3 separate regions of the Mus musculus genome follow, and all the other regions are linked to region 2. Evidence: chromatin contacts called from public Hi-C data. All regions are on one chromosome and are shown on one strand. Each heading gives the region's core, a stretch centred on a gene start, on an enhancer-like site or on the middle of the called end of the contact. The rest is flanking DNA. Distances are from core to core; before and after follow the strand shown.

The links. Hi-C and Micro-C count contacts between places; a contact is called where the count stands out from the background.
Region 1: a contact with region 2 is called in a Hi-C map of uterus, with 5 times the contacts expected there. The contact joins two enhancer-like sites. A contact is called at or near these places in 4 of 39 promoter capture datasets (cranial neural crest, frontonasal cranial neural crest, maxillary cranial neural crest and 1 more), 3 of 484 Hi-C or Micro-C datasets (all in uterus) and 1 of 115 datasets of contacts at active chromatin or transcription factors (hepatocytes).
Region 3: a contact with region 2 is called in a Hi-C map of uterus, with 6 times the contacts expected there. The contact joins two enhancer-like sites. A contact is called at or near these places in 4 of 484 Hi-C or Micro-C datasets (liver and uterus) and 1 of 9 other capture datasets (embryonic stem cells).

Annotation. Positions count from the first base shown.
Region 1 is chr13:100,949,041-100,951,740 of GRCm38.p6, forward strand. No RefSeq gene overlaps it. Among named protein-coding and RNA genes, the nearest start is that of Gm41042, 47 kb to the right of the region's middle. Within about 2 kb of position 1,446, at least 13 of the 459 cell types and tissues checked have an H3K27ac peak or open chromatin away from gene starts, as enhancers often do. A contact at or near this core is called in uterus, where this site is marked.
Region 2 is chr13:101,644,415-101,647,188 of GRCm38.p6, forward strand. No RefSeq gene overlaps it. Among named protein-coding and RNA genes, the nearest start is that of Gm36553, 56 kb to the left of the region's middle. Within about 2 kb of position 1,372, at least 2 of the 459 cell types and tissues checked have an H3K27ac peak or open chromatin away from gene starts, as enhancers often do. A contact at or near this core is called in uterus, where this site is marked.
Region 3 is chr13:101,095,681-101,098,393 of GRCm38.p6, forward strand. No RefSeq gene overlaps it. Among named protein-coding and RNA genes, the nearest start is that of Gm41042, 100 kb to the left of the region's middle. Within about 2 kb of position 1,426, at least 5 of the 459 cell types and tissues checked have an H3K27ac peak or open chromatin away from gene starts, as enhancers often do. A contact at or near this core is called in uterus, where this site is marked.

The sequences.
Region 1 (2,700 bases), core at 196-2,695, 700 kb before region 2:
TTGAGGTCTTCATGCATTTAACTGAAGGCTATCCTTCCAGGCTATGAAGGGGCGCGGTTGTAGCATATCACTGGCCCTTATTGATTCTCCCTCCTGGGGGAATATATTTTTTTTTATGTGAAGCAGAAAGTCTATTTTCCTTTCATCAAATGAACAAACATACCCTACAAATTGTGGAGAAGAAAATGGTCAGTGGAATTGTTCTCTGTTTGCTTCTTAGAGTTGAAATCCTTGCTGATGGGATAGGTAGGATTCATGGAGTGTAAGTACAGGTTTTAATAATATATATATATATATATATATATATATATATATATATATATATGTATTAATGCAAAAGAGGAGCTCATTTCAAGCTCAAATGCTATTCTGTTTTACCTTTCTGACCTTGTAAGCTTGATATCTCTCTCTCTTAGAATCTCAGATCTGAACATTCTTGCCCCTCCCTCTCCTCGAACTCCTCTCATGCCCACCCCCCAAATTCATGACCCCTTGTTATCTGTTTTTATCTATCTATCTATCTATCTATCTATCTATCTATCTATCTATCTATCTATCTATCTATCTATCTATCTTTTTACCTACCTACATACACACACATGCCCATTTACCATTGCTTGTATGTACACGTGTCCAGGCCTGACCACTCAGAATGGGACAACCTATGCAGGAGCTTGTCCCTGGAGGGAACTGATTCCCCTTTCAGCAGCCATTGGCCATTTGTAGCTCTTCATCTAGGTGTAAAACCTTTGGAATTTTCCATGTTGGCTTGTCAGTTGCTAATGTGACTAGGCTTGTCTTTTTCAGTATGCCTGGCTTTTCAATTTGGATTCTGGGGAATCCATGCTTATGTGACTCTCTATTTTTCTTGATGTTGGCCTTAGAGATATTAAAAAAAACAAACAAACAACAAATGACTGGTAGATACTATTTTAAAACTAGGCTACCCAAGAGACACTCAAGTCTCTTCACATTTTTGCATCCAGGTGCCATAGTATATATAGCTATGTTGCATGGCCTATGGTCCCAGATCTTCAATGCCCCTCTATACCCTCTGCTAGGAAATGAGCACAGGCCTGTTGCATATAGTAAGCATGTGCTCTAACCACTGAGTTACACCTGCAGACCTCACCTCAGTGCTTTTGAAGGTTCTGGTTTGGGGACCTTTCCACGGTACCTTCTCACTTGCCATTAAGGCTTATCTCCAATGAAATCATCTCAGCCCACAGTACCACCACAGTTAGATACCGACTGTGATAATACCTGCTTCGTGCACCTCAGGAATTAGAGGACCGGAGGCGATGGTTTCTGTGATGAGAGTGCTGGAGAAGCTGGGCTGCTCCCACCCGGGCTATGATGATGGTTCTTATCATCCCTGGACTGTCTTCAGATGACTAAAAATATCCACCACGTCTGGGCCTTCTCAGCATAGTTTTATCTCTCTTGGACTTCCCCATGCTGGCCAAGAAGCCTGACAGTTTAAGCAGCTGAAGAATTTGCTGGTAGACAGCACTGTTGCTGGTGGAGAATGCCTGGGTAATGAATTACCTTCTTTAGGGTCCCGACGGGAATCTGGTACCCTGGAAAGCGTTAATTTACTTCACTTGAATGAACGCTTTAGGCCCAGCTAGCATTTCATTTGCCCAGGCAGCCCATTGTGATGATGACATTAAATAATCATTATCATTACGTGGAAATCCTGTCACCTTGGGGATTTAGAAAGTGTCTTTCAAGTCACACACACACACACACACACACACACACACACACACACACACACAAGCAACCCAAATGAGCAGAGTGTGAAGAAAACATTTGTTTGTAATTGTCAGCATTTGGCAAAGGCAGGAGATGAAAGAAAGAAATGAACTATGGCTTTGGATTCCTTCCAGGGTGTGTGTGTGTGTGTGTGTGTGTGTGTGTGTTTTTCCAACTCCAAATCATTGGAGATGAGGGAGGGAAGCCTTCCTGTCCTGGTCCATGAGCTTCAGGGAGGAAGCAGGAGTCTTCACCTCCCTTATTCCTTGGTCCAGGAAGTCATTTCAAAGGGAGCTGCCTCCAGGGGAAAGCAAGAGCCTATTGGCCAATATTTATTTATAGCCCTATACCCTGTAAACTTGTCTTCTTGTAAAAAATTAAGAGCAAAAAAATATTTGCGCCCTTGTTTGCCTGGAGCCCCTCCAAGCTGACCTGTCTGCTTTCTTTATTTCTTATGCTGGTTGCTCAACATCTTTGGTCTTGACTGAATTGGTTTCACTCCTAGGCCCTCCCTCATTATTAATGTTGTTATTATTGGGCAGTTCTTCTATGTTTGCAGTGTCCTTGAGAATCTTTCCTTCCTTCTTTCTTTTTTATTAGCTGATCTTTACAACAGCTCAGTGAGGTGGATCAGCCTCACAGACTATTTATCTAACAAATGGCCCAACATTTTCTTTCTTTTTTTTGGCTTTTGTTAGGATTTATTGCAACCATTTTATTATTTTTCTTTCTGATAGCCACCCTTCTCCAAGACCCAACTTCCTGCTCTTCCTTGCACTGTTCCATAAGCCAGAGACTTGTACCATTCTGGCCTTGCTCTGCCCCTTCCTGGCATCTCACCCTCCTCAAAGTCACTGTTGCTCCTCCTCTCAATGTGGTTAGAGCCCAATTAATCTAAGGCAGGTGTGAGCCATGGGCTTCCTCCTCAGGTTCTTGCCCTTC
Region 2 (2,774 bases), core at 122-2,621:
GCCTTCTCTTTTTGAATTTTAGTTGATTCCATATGTAATCAAGTTAAGAACCAAGACATGCCATCACATGCATGATGCTCATCAACACTATTTCCAGAGTGCTGATGTCTCCTAAACACAAATTCTGTGCCTGATAACAGAAGCATCTTGCCCCCCTTGTGCTCTGGCCTCTGATCATTCTATTTTATCTTTCACCTTAGCTCATTTGTTTTTAATTGCTGTACTATATTTCTTCAATAACTACCTTGTATATGATCTATTTCTCTAGTGGGATAAGAAAATGCATTTATTTTCTATTAGTATCATAACTAATAACTATAGTAGCTTAGATAACATATACTATTATTCTATAGTTCTGCAGTTTCAAATTCTGGCCCATTTCTCTCTAGGCTGATGTCAAGATATTAATGGCTGCACATTCTTTTGAAGCTCTGGGAAAAAAATCCCATTTCTGGTCATTTTTATTTTTTAACTAAACTTTTTTTCTTTATTGAAAATAGATTTTTTCCTCACATATGTCCTGATTATGTTTTCCCCTCCCAGTTCCTTTCCACTTCCCTTCCATCTTAGATTCACTCTTTTTCTGCCTCTCATTAGAAAACAAACGCCTTCTAAGGGAATTAATATAATATAAGCAATATAACTAGAAACTAACACATCAGAATTGAAGAAAACAAACAAACAAAAAGAGCTCAAGAGAAGGCACAAGTAACAGAGGCCCACACTCAGGAATCCGATAAAAACACTAAACGGAAAAGCCATAATATATACTCAGAAGACCTGGTGCAAGCCTGTGCAGGCCCTGTGCTTGCTGCTTCAGTCTCTGAATTCAGATGAGCATTGATCATGTTGATTTATTGACTTGTTTTCTTGGTGGCCTCCATTCCCTCTTCTTCTTACAACTCTTTCTGCCTCCTCTTCCTCTGAGTTCCCTGAACCCTGTGGGGAAAGACTTGATGAAGACATCCTGTTTTGGGCTGAGTGCTACAAAGTTTTCACTTTCTGGATAATGTCTGGCTGTGGGTCTTGTATTGTTCCCATCTGCTGCAGAAGGAAGCTTCTCTGACCAATGTTTGGATCTATGAGATTCTATAGCAGAATATCATTAGGAGTCTTCTTATTGCCATATTTTTGTTGTTGTTTTGGAACAATTGTATTTGATTTTACCCTAGGTCCTTGAGCTATCTAATCTTAGGTTGTTGGTCTGCTAAGGAGAGCTGGGTATGGGTTCCATCTTGTGAAGTGGGCCTTAAGTCAAATCAGATATTGGTTGGTTACTCCCACAAGCTTCGGGCCAACATTGCTCTAGCAGATTTGCAGCCAGAACACCATTGTAAATCAAATGGTTTGTGGCTGGCTTGGTGTTTACAGTTCCCTTTTGGTAGCATGCAGAGTACCTTCCTGTACTTTCTCAGTATCTCGTGGAATTGTCTCCAAAACTAACCACTTACTCGAACACAAAACAGATCTCACCAGATATGAGCAAGCCGAAAGACTCCTACATCTTATCTAACCACTATGGATTAAAGCTGGATGTCAACAACAACAGAAAGCTTACAAATTACTAGAAACTGAACAACTCACTACCGAATTAAAAATTGGTAAAGATAGAAATTAAAGATTTTCTAGAACTGAATAAAAATGAATACAGAACACACTCAAACTTATGAAACACAATGGAGGTGGCTGTAAGGGGCAACTAAGTGCCTTCATAAAACAATTGGAAAGACCAAATACTAGTAACTTAACAGCACACCAGAAATTGCCAGAGCAAAAAGAAGGAATCACATCCAAAAGAAGTAGATGGCAAGAAATAATAATAATAATAGTAATAATAATAATAATAATAATCAGGGCTGAAAGCAATAAAATAGAAGCAACAAGAAAATATGAAAAAACAATTTAACAAAGTTGTTTCTTTGGGAAAAATCAATAAAATTGACAAAACCTTAGCCAAATTAATAAAGGTGGAGAAGAATATGCAAATTAACAAAATTAGAATTAAAAGAGGTGTTGGTAGTGGTGTCACATACCTTGGAGGCAGAGGCAGGTAGATCTCTGTGAGTTCAAGGCCAACCTGATCTACAGAGCAAGCTCCAGAACAGCCAAAGCTAAGCAGAGAAACCTTATCTCAAAAACCAAAACAACAACAAAAAGAGGAAGAAACAAAAAGATAATTTTCTCAATATATACCACTTAGTGAAGTCAAATCAAGACTAAATAAGCAATTTAAAAAGACCTACACAGATTTCTGAGCTCCAGGCCAGCCTAGTCTACAGAGTGAGTTCTCAGACAGCCAGGGCTATACAGAGAAACCCTGTCTCAAAACAAACAAACAAACACAACAAAAATAAATAAATAAAATAAAAGACCTACAATCCCTAATGAAATAGAATCAGTAATTAAAATTTTTCTAACAAAAATCAGTTCATTGCCAAGATGGTTTTAAGCTCAGATTTATACTAACCTGAAACTAGAACTATTAATGCCAATACTCTTCAAATTATTACACAAAATAGAAACAGAAGGAACATTATGCAATTCATTTTTTGAGACCATAGTTACCCTGACACCCAAACCACTTAAAGTCCCAACAAAGAGAATTACAAATTTTGCTCATGAACATAGGTACAAAACTTTTTAATTAAATATTTGAAAACCAAACGCAAGGACACATGAAAAAGGGCATCCATTATGTTCATATAGGCTTCATCTTAGAGGTTGAGAGATGATTCAACATATGTAAATTGATAATTAAATCCATCATATGACAA
Region 3 (2,713 bases), core at 176-2,675, 550 kb before region 2:
ATATGGGGCGATGTGTGTGTGAATGTGTGTAGTGTGGTTTGTATATGGTGTGTACTGTTGTGTGTGTTTGTGGGGGTGTGGTGTGCATGTATGTATGCATATAAAGTGTGTATGCAGTGGTGTGTGTGTGTGTGTGTGTGTGTGTATGTGTGTGTATGGTGTGGTATATATGTGGTGTGTATATGTGTGTGGTGTGGTATATATGTGGTATGTGTGGTGTGGTGTGTATGTGACTGTGTGTGTGTGTGTGTGTATGTGATTTGAAGCCTAGGCATTGCATATGCTAGGCAAATGCTTTGTCACTGAGCTGTACCCCAGTGTCAGTCTTTTTGAAAGCCTCTTGGCAGTATTTATAAAATTAAGCAAACGGTCCCTCCCATTCCGTGTTCCCTGTCTACGTTCCTAGCCTCTGCGGTTACCTTATGTTATATATTCAAATCCAAAAGTTCAGAGCTGGGAGCTACAAAGAAGGATGAACATGTGGCGTGTGGCATTCATTCGTCTTTCTGGGTCTGGGTTACCTCTCTCAGAATACTTTCCAGTTTCATCCATGTTTCTCCAAAGTTCTTGATTTCATTTTTTTAAAATAGATGAATAGTATTCCATAGTGTGTGTACCACATCTCCATGATCCATTAATCAGTTGAAGGATGTCTCCGTTGTTTCCATTCCCTAGCTACTGTGAATAGAGCAGCAGTGAACATGGATGAGCAGCATCCGTGGCCTTGGGCATATGCCCAGGCATGCTGTGCTAGGTCATACGGTAGTAGATTTACTTTTAGCTTTTAGAGAGATTCTCTGCACTGATTTCCATAGTGGCTGCACTAGCGTGCAATCCCACCAACAGAGAGTAAAGACTCATTCCCCTCTCTCCTCAGCTTCGTGAGCACGTGCCAGTTGTTGTCTTCATCTTAGCCATTCAATCTTGGGTAAGAGGAAATCTCACAACACTTTTAATTTGTAATTATCCCATTGCTAAGAAGGATGTTGGAATTTCTTTGAGATGTTTACTAGCTATTTTTGCTTCTTCTCTTGAGAACTCTCAGTTCAGACCATAGCCCATTTTTAAATTGGGTTTATTCTGGATATTAATCCTGTATCAGGTGTGTATAGCTGGCAGAATCTCTATCTAAGGAAAGGAGAAGAAAGGGTATAAATGATGTAAATATAGTACTTATGCTTAAACTAAAAAAATCAACTTAAGAAGCTCACTTAAAATTAAACAGCCACCTTTTAAACTCTTAGTCCAAATACTAGAAACCTGACAGCTACAAAGCAGAAGGAAATAGATGAGGGAAGGCTTGTCGCAATGTTGTTTATATTGCAACAGAGGAAAAAAAAATAAAACAGGAAACATTTGGATGAGAACCCAAAGGCAAGTCATCACTTTTACACTGAAATACCTCCTCCACCAATATTATGCAACAGTTAAAATAATTAGAGTGTACTGGACTGTCTTGGGGAGGGACTGGCATGAAGTTTGACAGAGGACAAGCAAGATTCATAGAATACTGTTTTTTCCAAACAGAAGTGGTGTTGTGAGAACAAGGCAGTAGATGCACTGCTTTCACATCACTAGATCTTAACAATGTTCAGTTTAAACACATGAAGGTTAAACGTGATCTCCACACTCATACTTTTGTTATTGTGCTCAGCATGCACTAGAGTAAAATGGCAAACAACCACCAAACCCGACACCATTGCAGATGCCAACAAGAGCTAGCTGACAGGAGCCTGATATAGCTGTCTCCTGAGAGGCTCTGCCAGTGCCTGACAAATACAGAGGTGGATGCTCACAACCATCCATTGGATGGAGCACATGGTCCCCAATGCAGGAGCTAGAGAAAGTACCCAAGGAGCTGAAAAGGTTTGCAGCCCCATAGGAGGAACAACAATATGAACTAACCAGTGTCTCCACAGCTCCCTGGGACTAAACAATCAACCAAAGAAAACACATGGTAGGATTCATGTCTCTAGCTGCATATGTAGCAGAGGGTGGCCTTGTCGGTCATCAATGGGAGGAGAGGCCCTTGATCCTGTGAAGGTTCTATGCCCCAGTATAGGGGAATGCCTGGGCCAGGAAGAGGGATTGGGTGGGTTGGTGAGCAGAGGAAGGGGGAAAGGATGTGGGTTTTCAGAGGAGAAACTAGGAAAGGGGGTAACATTTGAAATGGAAATAAAGAAAATATCTAATAAAAAAGATAATTAAAAAAAAAGACTATAGGGGAGAGAGAAACTTATTTCTCTGTATTATGGCCACTGATAAAAATCTCAAGCAAACTCTGTCCACCCATCTTTAAGCAGGAAACCTAATTAAAAGCAGCCTGTCACACATAAGAAAAAAGACATGAAAGTAGGAAGCCAAGTTGGGAAGAATGTATTTCATGAAAGGGAGAAAGGAGAGAAGAGAGGATAATGCACGGGAGATATATCATAGGATATTATAATATAATATAATATAATGTAATAATAATATAATATCATAGGATATTATAACAATATATATAATAATAATATAATATCATAGAATATTATAATATGCCCAAAATTATAAAATAAATAATTTTAAAGGGTAAAAAAATTAATAGAATAAGGGGACTTTGAAGTGAACAGCAAGAGTGGAGGTAGTAGTGGGGCTGGTAAGAGGCAGGTGTGTGTGTGTGTGTGTGTGTGTGTGTATGTGTGTGTGTGTGTGTTTGTGTGTGTGTGTATGT